Regions from separate parts of the Sus scrofa genome. Here regions 2 and 3 are each linked to region 1. Evidence: chromatin contacts called from public Hi-C and HiChIP or PLAC-seq data. All regions are on one chromosome and are shown on one strand. The core of a region is the stretch at or near the end of the contact, and the rest is flanking DNA. Distances in the headings are between cores, read along the strand shown.

Region 1 (4,407 bases), core at 439-2,938:
ATTTTTTTCTTTTTTTAAATTTATTTTTATTTTATGTTGGAGTGTAGTTGATTTACAATGTTGTGGTAGTTTCAGGTAAACAGCAAAGTTATACATATACAACATTTATTCTTTTTCAGATTCTTTCCCCATGTAGATTATTACAGAATATTGAGTAGAGTTCCCTGTGCTGTACAGTATGTCCTTGTTGATTATTTTATTTTTGGCTGCACCTGCAGCATGCCAAGGATGCCAAATTCTCAGACCAGGGATCCAACTCATGCCACAGGAATGACAATGCAGGATCCTTAACCAACAGGCCACTTGGGAACTCCAGTTAGCAATTTGATATATAGCAATGTGTGTATGTTAACCCCAAACTCCTAATTTATCCTACCCCCTTTAAATTATAAGTTTAAAACAAATATAAAATGTGTATCACTTGTGAAACAGGAAAAAAATTAGTATTTTGCCTTCATATACTGCATAGTATGGTGCAATAAAGTTGACTTTATGAAACAATCTTTAATAATAGATGTTAATCTAAACAACATTCTTTACCTAAAATCACTTCTATTTAACACCCAAAGAATGACAAAAGTGGCTTAAAACGTTCCCAGGGATACTATGAAAGGGTGAAAAACAACACAAGATTAAAAATGTTTATGTAATGTTTAAGAACCATGGGTTTTTGAGTCAGAGCTGGGTTATAATCTAGATGCTCTCCTTGGGAAAATGATCTGAACTCTCTAAACTTTCAATTCTTTCATCTGTAAAATTGCGGGAGTACCCGTCGTGGCACAGTGGAAACGAATCCGAATAGGAACTATGAGGTTGTGTGTTCGCTCCCTGGCCTCGCTCAGTGGGTTAAGGATCCGGTGATGCCTTCCCTGAGCTGTGGTGTAGATTGCAGAGGTGGCTCGGATCTGGCGTTGCTGGGACTGTGATGTAGGCTGGCAGCTGCAGCTCCAATTCTACCCCTAGCCTGGGAACCTCCATATGCAGCGAGTGCGGCCCTAAAAAGCCAAACAAAACAAAACAAAACAAAAACAAAACAAAAAACCCAAACCGAAAACCAAACCAAAACAAAAAACCCCAAAAAACAAACAATTGGGATGATACAATATCATAAGTCTGTTTTAATGGTCAAACCAGATTTTGTAGAAGTACAGAACCTGTCACAAGGTAAACCCTCAATACATGTTAGTTATCTTCCCCACTTCTGGGTTAAGGAAGAGGGTGGATAAAGAGGAAGAAGTCTCCACCTGCGGCCTACTTCCTTAAGGAAAAATCTGTAGGCTACCAGTTATCTTTGCTAGATACATACATCACTTTGCATGCCCACTAAGTACATTCCATCTTTCGTTCAGTCACGTCACTCTTAAGGTGCAGGGCTCTGTCCTTTCTGCACTTTCTTGGCCCCTACTCCCAAACCGCGCTTCCCAGTCCACTTTTCCTAGTCACTCATTCCTTTCTGCCCCGCCTAGAAATCCTGGCTTTCACCCCTCTTTCTTGATCTGACTTTCCCGCCCTAGAAGTTCTTGGCCAATCGGAGAATAAATTTGTCTCATCTCTCCAGGCCTCTTAGAGAGGCTAGGAGGAGGGCGACTTGTGATTGGTCTCTCCGGAGCCAGAGTTCGCCAATAACGTGCGGACTTTTTGGTGAACCGGGGCAGCTAGTATTGTCGCTGGTGATTGGCTGGAGTGGCTGAAACCCAAAAATGGCTGCGAGCCCCTCTGTAGTCCCAGTGACTGCTGTAATGCCGGTCCTGTCATCGAGTGGCGATTTCTCAAATTTGCGAGAAATTAAAAAGCAGCTGCTACTTATCGCGGGCCTTACCCGCGAGCGGGGCCTACTGCACAGTAGCAAATGGTGAGAGGTCGGGGTCCGGGGAGGACCGGGCTTGGCATCCTTGGCCTTGGGGAGCTCGAGCTGATTCAATTTGGTTGGATGTTCCAGGTCAGCGGAGTTGGCCTTCTCCCTTCCAGCGTTGCCTCTGTCCGAGCTGCAGCCGCCGCCGCCTATTACAGAGGTAAGGACATCTTAGCGGGTCCTCCCCATCATCAGAAGAGATCCTGAGTGCCTTGTCACCAGTTGGGAACATACTGCCTGGCAGGAATGTTGGGTAGAGGGAATTCAAGCTTTTAAAGAGCTAAGTGTTTTAAGCTATTTTATCTAAATGTTTTAGCTAAGCTTTAAAGACTTAGTAGTGTCCTTAGTTAAGCTGGAGAGAGTTAGTAAACAATCCTTGCTTAAGATTCCAGCCTTTTAGGTTTCAGAGCCCAACAAGGAGAAGAATCAGAGGTTTTTACAACAGTGCGAAACCAGCTTTGGATTCAGACAGCTCTAGGTTCAAATATCAGCCATAGTAGTAACTTTTGACAACTTACTAACCTCCTGAGACAAAGATACCTTATCTGTGAAATGCAGATAATAGTATTTACTTTACAGGGATATTGAGAGATTTAAATGAGGAATACATTTTAGGTACTATATACAGCATACGTTTACATAGTCTCAATAGTCTGAAAGATTTTCATCATAATCCATTTTGTTTTTCCTGAAGCTGCCGTTTTTTTGACACACCCTTTACACGTAAAAACAAGAAATATTTAATCCAAAAGGTATTTGGAGGTCAGAGGGGCAGGAGAAGAAATAAGCAAATGATGAATAGGTGTGAAAAGGGCCACTAGAATCCTAAGCTGAAATGGCCATATTTAGGACACATGATCATCCAGTGACAAAAACATTGGATACATTTTGGTTCCAGTTTCATGCTGGTAATACATGCGCAAGGAGGATGAGGAGAATGAAATTATTAAAATTTTGATCAGCTTATCCCTAGAATTCATGGGGATTGTATGTTTTTACCTTAAATGTGCATCATTTCATTTTTTTTTTAAATAGAGAATTTGCTTTTGCAATACTAACATGTTAAAACTTTATCCAAGTACAAAAATTATAAGTAACTGCACAATATATTGTATTTTTGTGGAAATTTAAAAGCCTAGAGAAGGAAGGGAATGCCAGTATTAATGCTTGACATTTTTCATGACGTTTTCACTTTTTCCTCATATCAAATCTGTATTACTTGCTCATTTTACAGACAAGTGAATACTCTGTGAAGTTAAGTTTAACTTAACTTCTCTACTATGTCTTTTTTTTTCCCCCTTTTATGGCTGCACCTGCAGCATATTTAAGTTCCTGGGCTAGGGGTGGAATCTGAGCTGCAGCCGCAGGCCTACACTCCAGCCACAGCAACACCAGATCTGAGCCACTTCTGCAAACTACAGAGCAGCTTGTGGCAATGTTGGATCCTTAACCCACTGGGCAAGGCCAGGGATCAAATCCACATCCTCATGGATTCTAGTTAGGTTCTTAACCTGCTGAGCTGCAACAGGAAGTCCCCCCCACACTTTTTATTTTTATTTTATTTATATATTATTTATTTATTTTTTGTCTTTTTGCTATTTCTTTGGGCCGCTCCCGCGGCATATGGAGGTTCCCAGGCTAGGGGTCGAATTGGAGCTGTAGCTGCTGGCCTACATCACAGCCACAGCAACTCGGGATCTGAGCTACGTCTGCGACCTACACCACAGCTCAGGGCAACGCCAGATCCTTAGCTCACTGAGCAAGGCCAGGGATCGAACCTGCAACCTCATGGTTCCTAGTCGGATTCTTTAACCACTGAGGCACAATGGGAACTCGCCCACTTTTTATTTTGAAAGAAAAAAAATTTCTGTGACCTTACTTGATAAATAAATAAATAATATCAGGTTTTGGGAAGGAAGAAAATAATTTTTTCTTACATCTTGAAATTAATGAATATGCTTCTTGGAATTGAACTTTTGTTGTCCTGTTCTCAACCAATTACATAAACTTGTCTCTTTTTTAGGAGGATGCCCAGGATATGGATGCTTACACTCTAGCCAAGGCCTACTTTGATGTTAAAGAATATGATCGGGCAGCACATTTCCTACATGGCTGCAATAGCAAGAAAGCCTATTTCCTGTACATGTATTCTAGATACCTGGTGAGGGCCGTTTTAAGATGTCATTCTGTTATTAGGGAAGCATTCACATTTGTTACCTGAGTGGAAAATGTTTAATCTTTTAAATAGCTTAGCAGTAGTCTACTTGGTGAAGGTACTTTATAAATATTTAACAATAATAAAGAAAATATCATAAGAAAAGTAAAAAAACAATGATGGTATGAAAAAATATAAAAATAATGAGGATATTCTTTATTGACAGAGTTGTGGGGCAAAAGACCCTCTGTTTCAGGAATAGAAGTTCATACAGCCATTTTAGAAGTCAATTTTGGCAGATTATGTTAATTTGAAATACCATGACCAAATAATTCTTTTTTTTTTCTTTTTTAGCTACACTCTTGGCATGTAGAAGTTCCTAGGCCAGGGATTGAATTCA
Region 2 (4,079 bases), core at 684-3,183, 93 kb before region 1:
TTTCAAATATCCAAGGAAAACAGGATAATCCTCTGCTACTCAAAGTATGTTCCCAGGACCAGCTGCATTAGCATCATCTGGGAGCTTGTTAGAAGTGCAGAATCTTGGGCCCCAATCCAGATTTACTGAATCAGAATCTGCACTTTTAACAAGATCCCCAGGTGATTAGTATACAGTTTAAACTTTGAAAGCAATGATGTCATGGACCCCTAGTTAACCCGTCACCCAATATTCATGGCCAGTCTTACCTATATTCACTGCCATTTCCACAGGATTATTTAAAGCAAATCCCCAAGATTAAGAATAAATTATTACTATGGGAGTTCCCGTTGTGGCCCAATGGAAGCAGACCTGACTGTCAATCCATGAGGAGGCAGGCTGGAGTTAAGTATCCTGCGTTGCCCTGAGTTGGGTTGTAAGTCGCAGACATGGCTCGAATCTGGCGTTGCTGTGGCTGTGGTATAGGGTGGCAGCTGTAGCACCAATTTGACCCCTAGCGTGGGAACTTCCATAAGCCGCGGATGCGGCCCTAAAAAGAAAAAAAAAAAAAAAAAAGGATAAATTACTACTATCACCTAGTCAATATTTAAATTTTCACAGACAATCAAAGTTTGATATTCTTTGGACTGTGATAAAGATTATGCCAAGAGATTATTCAGCTCTCCTACTTTCCTTGAAAAGGAATTTCCTTTACCACACACACCGTAGCGTCTCAGATGCTGAACGCTTTAAAGGGACAGTGACCAAGAAAAGCTCTTGGAAGAGCGAATGGCACATCATAACCACACACCTGTCTTGCCTCAACATTTGCCACACCGGTGGCAAATATTCCATCTGTAGGGGAAGAACGGCAAATTAGAGGGAAAGGTCTACTTAACGACACGAAAATGAAGCAAGGAAAAAAAAGAAACGTTTGAAACACCCTCCCACCTACATTAATTTCTCCAGGTATTATTCTAAGGCGCGGTAGTCGCTAGCAAGGTGCAATTTAAACGTCCCGGGGTTGGCACTGCTGAGGGAAGGGAGAAATCGGAAAGCGTATGGTGATTGGCCAGGGAGCGAGCCAATGAGCCTCCAAGCTCCCTGTGGGGCGGGCCTTAACTAGGGGCTGGCCGAAAGCTGTTAGGCCAATCGGCAGCCGGCTCTGCCTGTGGGGCGGGGCAAATCTCGCTCCTTCTAGAACTGCTTACTCGCCCGGGTGATAGTCGAGGCGAACGAATGGCCGAGGGCAGTCTGCGCGCGTCGAGATTGGCTGACGCAGCTTCGAGGGAGGGCGGAAGGTTTGAATGGCTAAGGGTTGTGGCTGTTGATTTTACTCTGAGGCTGTAATTTCCACCGTCTGCTCTGAGGGGCGGCGAAGCCCGACCGCGGCCTCTCTGGTCGAGGGGGAGAACCGTCATCTGGTTAAATCTCGTCCTTTCCCCAGAGTTCCTTTAATTCTGCTGGAGTCTTCGTTTGTGTCTGACCCCTACCTACTTCTCTTCCTCCCGAAGGCACGTCGCAGACTCCTCCCTGAGGTAAGCCCGGAGCCGGCGCCTCCAGGGAATCGCCCGCCCGCGAACGGACTTTAGGGAGACCGGACAGGCAGTATCGCGAGTTAGGAGACCGGAGTTCCAGTCAGGAATCCTAAGCTGTGTGCCTCTTAACAAGGCCAAGTCCTTTTCTCTTTAACTTCTTTAAGGCCCTGAGGCTGCCTTTCGGTAAGTTCAGGTTCCGCTGCAAAGACCGAGCCGCTGGGGACAAGTGCTGTTTAAGCTCAGAGCCAACCTGGGTTCCCCGCTGAGGAGTGCGCCGCCTCCAGCGCTGTCCCCTCGGTCGCTGCTGGGAAGGGTGGAGCAGGGCGGGAAAGCTAGACCACTGGGGTGCACCCGTGTCCGTGACCGCTCCCTCTCTTGCTAGGCTTTCTTTTCTTTTAGGGAGACCTCGGAGAACATGGCTGAGGGGGGAAGACCTGGCTCAGGACCCAGTTTTAGGTCCAATCATAGGAAGATACTAAACCTGCTCCTGGAGAGAGAGACTTCCTTTTCCATGAGTTCTGATCGCCCTGGAACTCCACTGAAGAAGAAACTTTTTGGCGATTCTGCAAACCTCAGCATTTTATCCGGGTAAATCCATTTTTTCTTTTTACACTTTTTTTGGTCTCTTTTTGTCCTTTTAGGGCCGCACCTGTGGCATATGGAGGGTCCCAGGCTAGGAGTAGAATCGGAGCTGTAGCTGCCAGCCTACACCAGAGCCACAACAACGCCAGATCCGAGCCGCGTCTGCGACCTACACCACAGCTCTCGGCAATGCCGGATCGTTAACCCACTGAGCAAGGGCAGGGATCCATCCGCAACCCCATGGTTCCTACTCGGATTCGTTTCTGCTGGGCCAGGGGGAACTCCTCTTTTCAAACCTTATCTGCTTAGATCTTCTGAACAGTTTTGGGGCTTTACAAAATTATCCTGGCTTAAAGATCAGGGTTTGCGTCTTAGCTCTGCCCTTGACTAACCATGTGACCCTTTTGAGTTTCAGGCTTCTTTTCTGTGATGTAGGCATAGTAGTCAGCTCTTTTTGTCTTACTAGGATCTTGTGAGAATCAAATGATGTGGTGTCTGGGAAAATCTTTTTTTTTTTTTTTTTTTTTTTTTTCCCCCGCTTGGTGCTCCCCAAGGTGTGCGGAAGTTCCCAGGGCAGGAATCCAACACTGGCACAGCAGTGACAAGGCTGGGTCTTTAACCTAGTAAGCCACCAGGGAGCTCCAAAATCTTTGAAAATTCTTTTGTGTTATGTGCATTGTCAGTGTATTAGTACTAGTACTAATGTTGTTATTGTACTTTAAATTCTGTTCATGCCATGCCCTGATGCCTTAGCTAACCAACAAAGTTGGAGAATCATAGACCAGAGAAACACTGGAGATTCCAGGGAGAAATCATCATGCATAGGGCAAAAGATGTGGGGTCAAGCCCCACCTCAGCCACTTCCTTAAAATTATTTTGTTTATTTCAGGAGTTCCCGTTGTGGCTCAGCAGGTTACCAACCTGACTGGTATCCGCAAGGATGTGGGTTCAATCCCTAACCTTGCTCACGGGGTTAAGGATCTGGCGTTGCCCTGAGTTGTGGTGGCAGGTTGCAGGCAGGGCTCAGATCCCCAGTTGCTCTGGCTGTGGTGTAGGCCAGCAGCTGTAGCTCCAATTCGATGTCTAGCCTGGAAACATCCATATGCTGCAGGTGTGGCCCAAAAAAGCCAAAATAAATGAAATAAAATAAAATTACCTTGTCTCAATATGTTGGTGAGGAGAAAATGAGATGCAGATTATTGGAGTAAAAAAGAGATTTTTCTCAGCCTAATCTGAAATATTTCCAAAAAGCAATTAGATTTATTTGGACACTATTCAGATTATGTGATAGTAATTGAAGCATGTTTCAAATGAAGAGAATAAGTCATCTTTGCCTTTTAAGCATTTTACACCCTAATGGGAATCTTGATGTACTATTATGTCTCAACAGAGGAACCCCAAAACGTTGCCTTGATCTTTCGAATCTTAGCAGCGGGGAGATGTCTGCCACTCAGTTTACCACTTCTGCAGACCTCGATGAAACTGGTAGGGAAAAGGGGGAGGTAAAGGCCTTAAGGGAAGGAATTATTGTTAGGGGAGAGGAGTGGGTAGTAGAATAGAGACAGAAGGTGCTAAGAGTAGATAAGAGATCCTTGAGGATGGAATTCTTTGGCTACCTAGAAGGTGTTTAGGGAGAATAGTTTAGTCAATGGGAAGAGAATTGACCCTAATAGAAGTCACTTTGCATTGAGAGAATTAAACAAGAAGTAATATTTTGATTGATTGGTTGTGGAAATGAAAGTGGTCATTAAAATGTAAAGTTTTATGCCCTAGTCTAATCTCAGGAGGAAAAAAAAAATGCTTTTGTCAGCTAATTCTTAAGTGTTTTTTTTAGGATGTGTGCCGCAAAGGAATATGTTTTAGTAGTCAACCATTTTGGTATTTGTTGTAATTTCACATTTCCTGAGTGATAAGCTTTCCTGTATGTTGACATAGTGCACTGCTCCCCAGGATTTTTTCTTTGCGTGACACATGTAAATT
Region 3 (4,476 bases), core at 1,343-3,842, 120 kb before region 1:
TGCTTTCAATCACTTCAAAAACACATTCATTCAACCCTCAATTACTCATCCTTAACAGGGGGCGCCCTGCCATGCATTACTCAAAACCAAGCATGCCTGAAAACATCTTAAACATTGCTGAATGAAAATCTGCCCAATCACAGGCCAGTTGCTTGCAAACTCCACCCTTGAGTACAGGAAGAACACTTTTGATTGGAAGACGGTTGTGTTTACTACGGAGTGGTGCAAATTGGAAAGGCCCACAAGCCTAGGGTCCAAAGGAAAAGTCTTTAACGAAAAAGGAAAACAAACTGCCAGTTCTGATCCTATACTAGTCATTGTCATTAACAGAACCTCATCATCTCAACAGTAATTCCTGAGCAATTCTACAAGCTGGTGAAGAATTTTTAAAGGCTCTGAGTTTTGTTGTGGCTGTTGTCTCATCTAGGTCACTTGGTTATACACACAAGACAAGAATAAGCACATTCTTAAAACCCCGAACTGCCTTTGTTTCTATATGCATACAGCTCTACACAAGAACTCAACGCAGCTATAGTGGACATTTTGCTATAACTTCCAAGAATCACGGCAACATTTTACTTGGTGTGAGGAACCAATTCCAACCGCCCAGTGGTGAAATTACTCAGTATTTAGCTTAATAGTTGTCCAGCATCTCAGCGAGCTTCAAAAACCTCTGTCCTTAGGGAGCCCAGCAAACAAAGTGCATGGGTAGCCATTTCAGGTGCAGAACTCATTACCAATTCATTTGATGGAGGAAACAACTAGAGAATAAAACTCCAACCGAAACTCTGGCACAGACTAGGGCTTCGGTCAAAATATGCATATAATGGTGGATGTTTAGTGCACTTAGGGGGTAAATTACTGGATCTGAGAGGAACACCTCTCTTCTGTCTCAACCTTAAAAGCAATCTTCTAAAGAAAGCGCAAAGGAATTTAAACCCAAATCCCTTCTTAATCATCATCCTTACCCCTGTTATATTCCTGCTATCTCTTTACAAATTCGCCCCATTGAAGCCTTCTAAATAAATGTTCAAGCAGCCTTTTTCTTTATAGAGCTTGGAGACAGATCAAAGTAAACGAACTTAGTAGAAGCCTAAGCCAGCCAAAAGCAAAACAATCCATAAAGCTTGCATATCAGAAAAAAAAAACAATAATAAGCTTAACACTACTGATCAATAGGTAGAAAAATGATTATTAGAAACCTGCAACGTTAATATCAAATCTTAAAATCGCGTTCCCCTTCACAGTGAATAAAGTATCTGCAGAAGGAAGTTCATCGTGAAAATCTTTCTTGTGACTGCGGATCTACCACAATCCAAAAGAAGCCCCCTATTTTTCCAGTCTTATCTCAACAGAGAAGCTAGGGCCGCTATCAGAATGAGGAACTAAAGAGGCTTGCCAAAGCTCAAAGGCAATATTTTGCTGCCACATTAACAAAAATAACACATCATGGTCCCGAATGCTAGTTAAGTTCTATTACTGAACAACTTTAATCACAAAATACACCACGGCAAGTATTCAAAAGCGGCCAAGCCTCAATACAAAGTTTCAAAACAAAACCTCACCCAAGGTTTGGGGGAGTAGCCTAGCTAGGAGCAAAAAAGCACCACCCAACAGCCCTATTTGGCTGCTAGGACAGATCTCAAACTTATCGAAAACAGCCACAACGGCAGCTCCTGTCACCCAGAAGCGCAGAGAGAGAGGAGCCCAAAGCGAGTCTCCAAGAGCTGGCTTTTCTGGAGACCGCCAGGCCGAGCCCGGCTCAGACAAGGAGGAAGTAACTGCCAGATAAAAAAGCCCCGAGTAGCTCCAACTGCAGCCTCCGTGCCTCCCACAATTGCCCACATTCCCGCCCCACTAGGGGCTCCGAGAAGAAGGGAGCAGGGCGCAGGTCTCTCGGGAGAGGCTGGGGAAGAGAGGTCTTCCAGGAGGCAGCGGCTGCACCAGCCCAACTCTGAGGGGCCCTGGAGCCCAGGGTGCGGGAGCCTGCTCCGAAGGCGTGGTGGTGGGGGAGCTGCGAAAGGGGTCGCTCAGGAGGCGGGGCCTGCCGGGTGGAGGCTGCAGCTCCTAGCGCCCTGGCCGCCCCCCCCGGGGTAAACCGGGGCGCGCACCCCGACGCGGAAGCCATGCTGGCCACAGCTCGGGGCGCTGAGGAGCCGGCGGGGGGCGCTGAGGAGATCCGGGGGCGCGGAACTGGGTCACCCCCACCCCACCGCCCCCTCACAAAGGCCCCCGGGGAGGCCGCCCGCAGGCCGTGCAGCCCCGGCCTCGAGTGCCCGCCTCGACCGCCACTCACCGCTAGATCCTGGGGCACCGCCCCGCTCATGGCCCGCACCGTGCCGGCCCGCCAGGCCCGAGTGCGCAGCGCAGGCCCTGGATCTCCGCCTGCCGCCGCTGCCGCCGCGCCGCCGCCGCCGCCGCCGCCGCGGGGACTGAGGCCGAGGACGAGGCCGCGGTGTCCGCGAACAGGAGCAGCAGCCGCTTGCCCACCGGAGAGGCCGCCGCGTCCGCCATCGCCAGGGCCCGCCAGACCCGCACTCCCTCCCGCCGCCTCCCACCACCTCCGCCGCCTAGCTCCCGATCCGCCCGCAAGGCCTCCCTCCGCACCACCCGCGGCCGCGGCTCCCCCCCCAACCCCCCCCAACAGCCACCACCAACCACCGGCGCCGCGCAGCGCCCCCCGTGGCCGGGAGCGGAGCCGCAGGCCGGGCCCCGCACAGCGCCCCCCGCGCTCCGGAGCGGGGCGGCAGCTCCGGGCCCCTCGCAGCGCTCCGCCCCAACCTCCCCGGGGCCTGCAGTGCCCCCTGCGGCAGGGAGGGGAATTGCAGTTTCGGCTGGGGTGGGGGAAGTGGGCGGGTCCTTCAGTCCCTCAGGGAACCATCCTGGTGCCACTCTGTCTTCAGGGGGTCCCTAAGCTGAGGAGGCCTTAGCTTACCCTCCCTGGACACCAAAGACTTACTGGGGTAGGGGGGCTGAGGGGCAGGGTGCTTAGAGAGTTGATATTTTGAGCTAAGTAGTGCCCCCAATACCTTATTCATTTCCCACCCTAAAAACATGCACTACCTTCCCTGTCATTATCTTTTAGGAAACATTCTTCCCATTGATCCATGAGACACATTCTTCTCATGGGCCAATAACATGGCACCAGCCCATTCTGTACTACCTATGCTTCATAGATTCCTCTCCAATTGACCCATGTGTTACATCCATTGTATATGATAATGCCACATACACTGGCTGAAGGCCAATGTCCTTCCAACATCTTAGTGTTTTGACATACCCCCAGGGGTCTTCTTCCCCTTCCAAATCAGCCAATAAGAAGTTCAGGGGCTTCTCAATTCAACTTTTAGGGGAATTGGACAGAGACCTGAAATAGAGGTTCTTTTTTCTTGTCCAGTAGTACCTCACCTTAGCAAACAAGTGGGACTGGAGTCATAGAAAAATGCTCCTATCTGAATTTACAGGCATGGGAAACTGATACTCCTGTTAGAAAAGGGGCTGTGGAGAGGGGGAGTATGTGTTTTCCCCCTAGATTTATATTCACAACAGGCAGTGGGAAATCTCAGTCATTAACATTGGTCCTGTTAAGAGACTGGCCCAAGTTCCATGGTCTTATGGATGTCGAGTATATATAGATATAAACCAGAAGCAGATATAAACCAGAAAAAAGTCTAGTATTAATCCATGATTACTGTCCTAAAAGTGCCCGAGAAATCTTTCATGGATCTGACCTATAGACAGATAAGAGCAGTAAGAGTTCTTTCTTCAAGACTTATGTGCCTATCCAGAAATCTGTCAATAACCCTTTTACCCTTGACCTACTTGGCTTGCAGCAAAGGTTGGAGCCAAGAGGGAGGAACCGATTGTTGCAAAAGTGCAACATCCAGAGAAGTCATTCTAGAACCCTGTGGAGCACCAAGGAAACATTTCCTTGGACTTTTTCCCTTGTAATTTCCATCTCCCATAGCCAACCTGAGGCCTAATGCTTTTCTGGGTCAAGAAACACCTCTTAAAGCACATGGCCCACAAACTGTAGTTGGTAGGCAGGGAATAAGGGTGAATCCATACAGAACCTAGCTGCCATGCAGCTTTTCCTTCAAAATTCACTGCTGGGATTTTCTCCCATTATGGAGCTCTAATGACTGTCCAGTGTCCAAAGCTGGCTTCTCATAGCAACAGACACAGAAATGTGCCTAAGCTCAGGGATGGGGACAGCAAAGATAAGAATTTCAGCTCTTTTCGTAGGCCAGTAATTTTTCCAAGTGTTGGGACACAACACTGAAAACCTTTGCTTTCATGGAGTTTAGAGTCTTTCCTAGGCTTCATGAGTGGAAAAGGAAATCACACTTGCCTTCGCAGAAAATAAACAGTAGAAAAAACCAACAAAAAATTGCAACAGAAAAAAAAAAAAGCGAAGGGAAGCAATTTTAGAGTTCTGGCTTTACCCCTATTCAAACAGTAGATGAAACAAAACAG

The links. Hi-C and Micro-C count contacts between places; a contact is called where the count stands out from the background. HiChIP or PLAC-seq counts read pairs in DNA pulled down with a chosen protein or histone mark.
Region 2: a contact with region 1 is called in a Hi-C map of alveolar macrophages, with 1.6 times the contacts expected there. The contact joins the promoter of CDC25C here to the promoter of CDC23 in region 1. A contact is called at or near these places in 2 of 47 Hi-C or Micro-C datasets (alveolar macrophages and blood) and 2 of 2 datasets of contacts at active chromatin or transcription factors (alveolar macrophages and skeletal muscle).
Region 3: a contact with region 1 is called in an H3K27ac HiChIP or PLAC-seq map of alveolar macrophages. The contact joins the promoter of KDM3B here to the promoter of CDC23 in region 1. A contact is called at or near these places in 2 of 5 promoter capture datasets (fetal liver and fetal skeletal muscle), 3 of 47 Hi-C or Micro-C datasets (heart right ventricle, retroperitoneal adipose tissue and skeletal muscle) and 2 of 2 datasets of contacts at active chromatin or transcription factors (alveolar macrophages and skeletal muscle).

The regions. Positions count from the first base shown.
Region 1 is chr2:140,228,056-140,232,462 of Sscrofa11.1, reverse strand. It overlaps CDC23 (cell division cycle 23), which reads left to right and starts at 1,688. Exons shown (of 16, transcript NM_001267826.1): 1 at 1,688-1,852; 2 at 1,940-2,012; 3 at 3,876-4,013. The coding sequence starts at 1,701.
Region 2 is chr2:140,321,550-140,325,628 of Sscrofa11.1, reverse strand. It overlaps CDC25C (cell division cycle 25C), which reads left to right and starts at 1,933. Exons shown (of 15, transcript NM_001123095.1): 1 at 1,933-2,105; 2 at 3,490-3,584. The coding sequence starts at 1,933. It overlaps LOC100515533 (oocyte-specific histone RNA stem-loop-binding protein 2), which reads right to left and starts at 1,075. Exons shown (of 8, transcript XM_021084840.1): 1 at 935-1,075; 2 at 791-834. The coding sequence starts at 834.
Region 3 is chr2:140,344,261-140,348,736 of Sscrofa11.1, reverse strand. KDM3B (lysine-specific demethylase 3B) reads right to left here and starts at 2,592. Exons shown (of 26, transcript XM_003480917.4): 1 at 2,410-2,592; 2 at 2,297-2,407. The coding sequence starts at 2,514.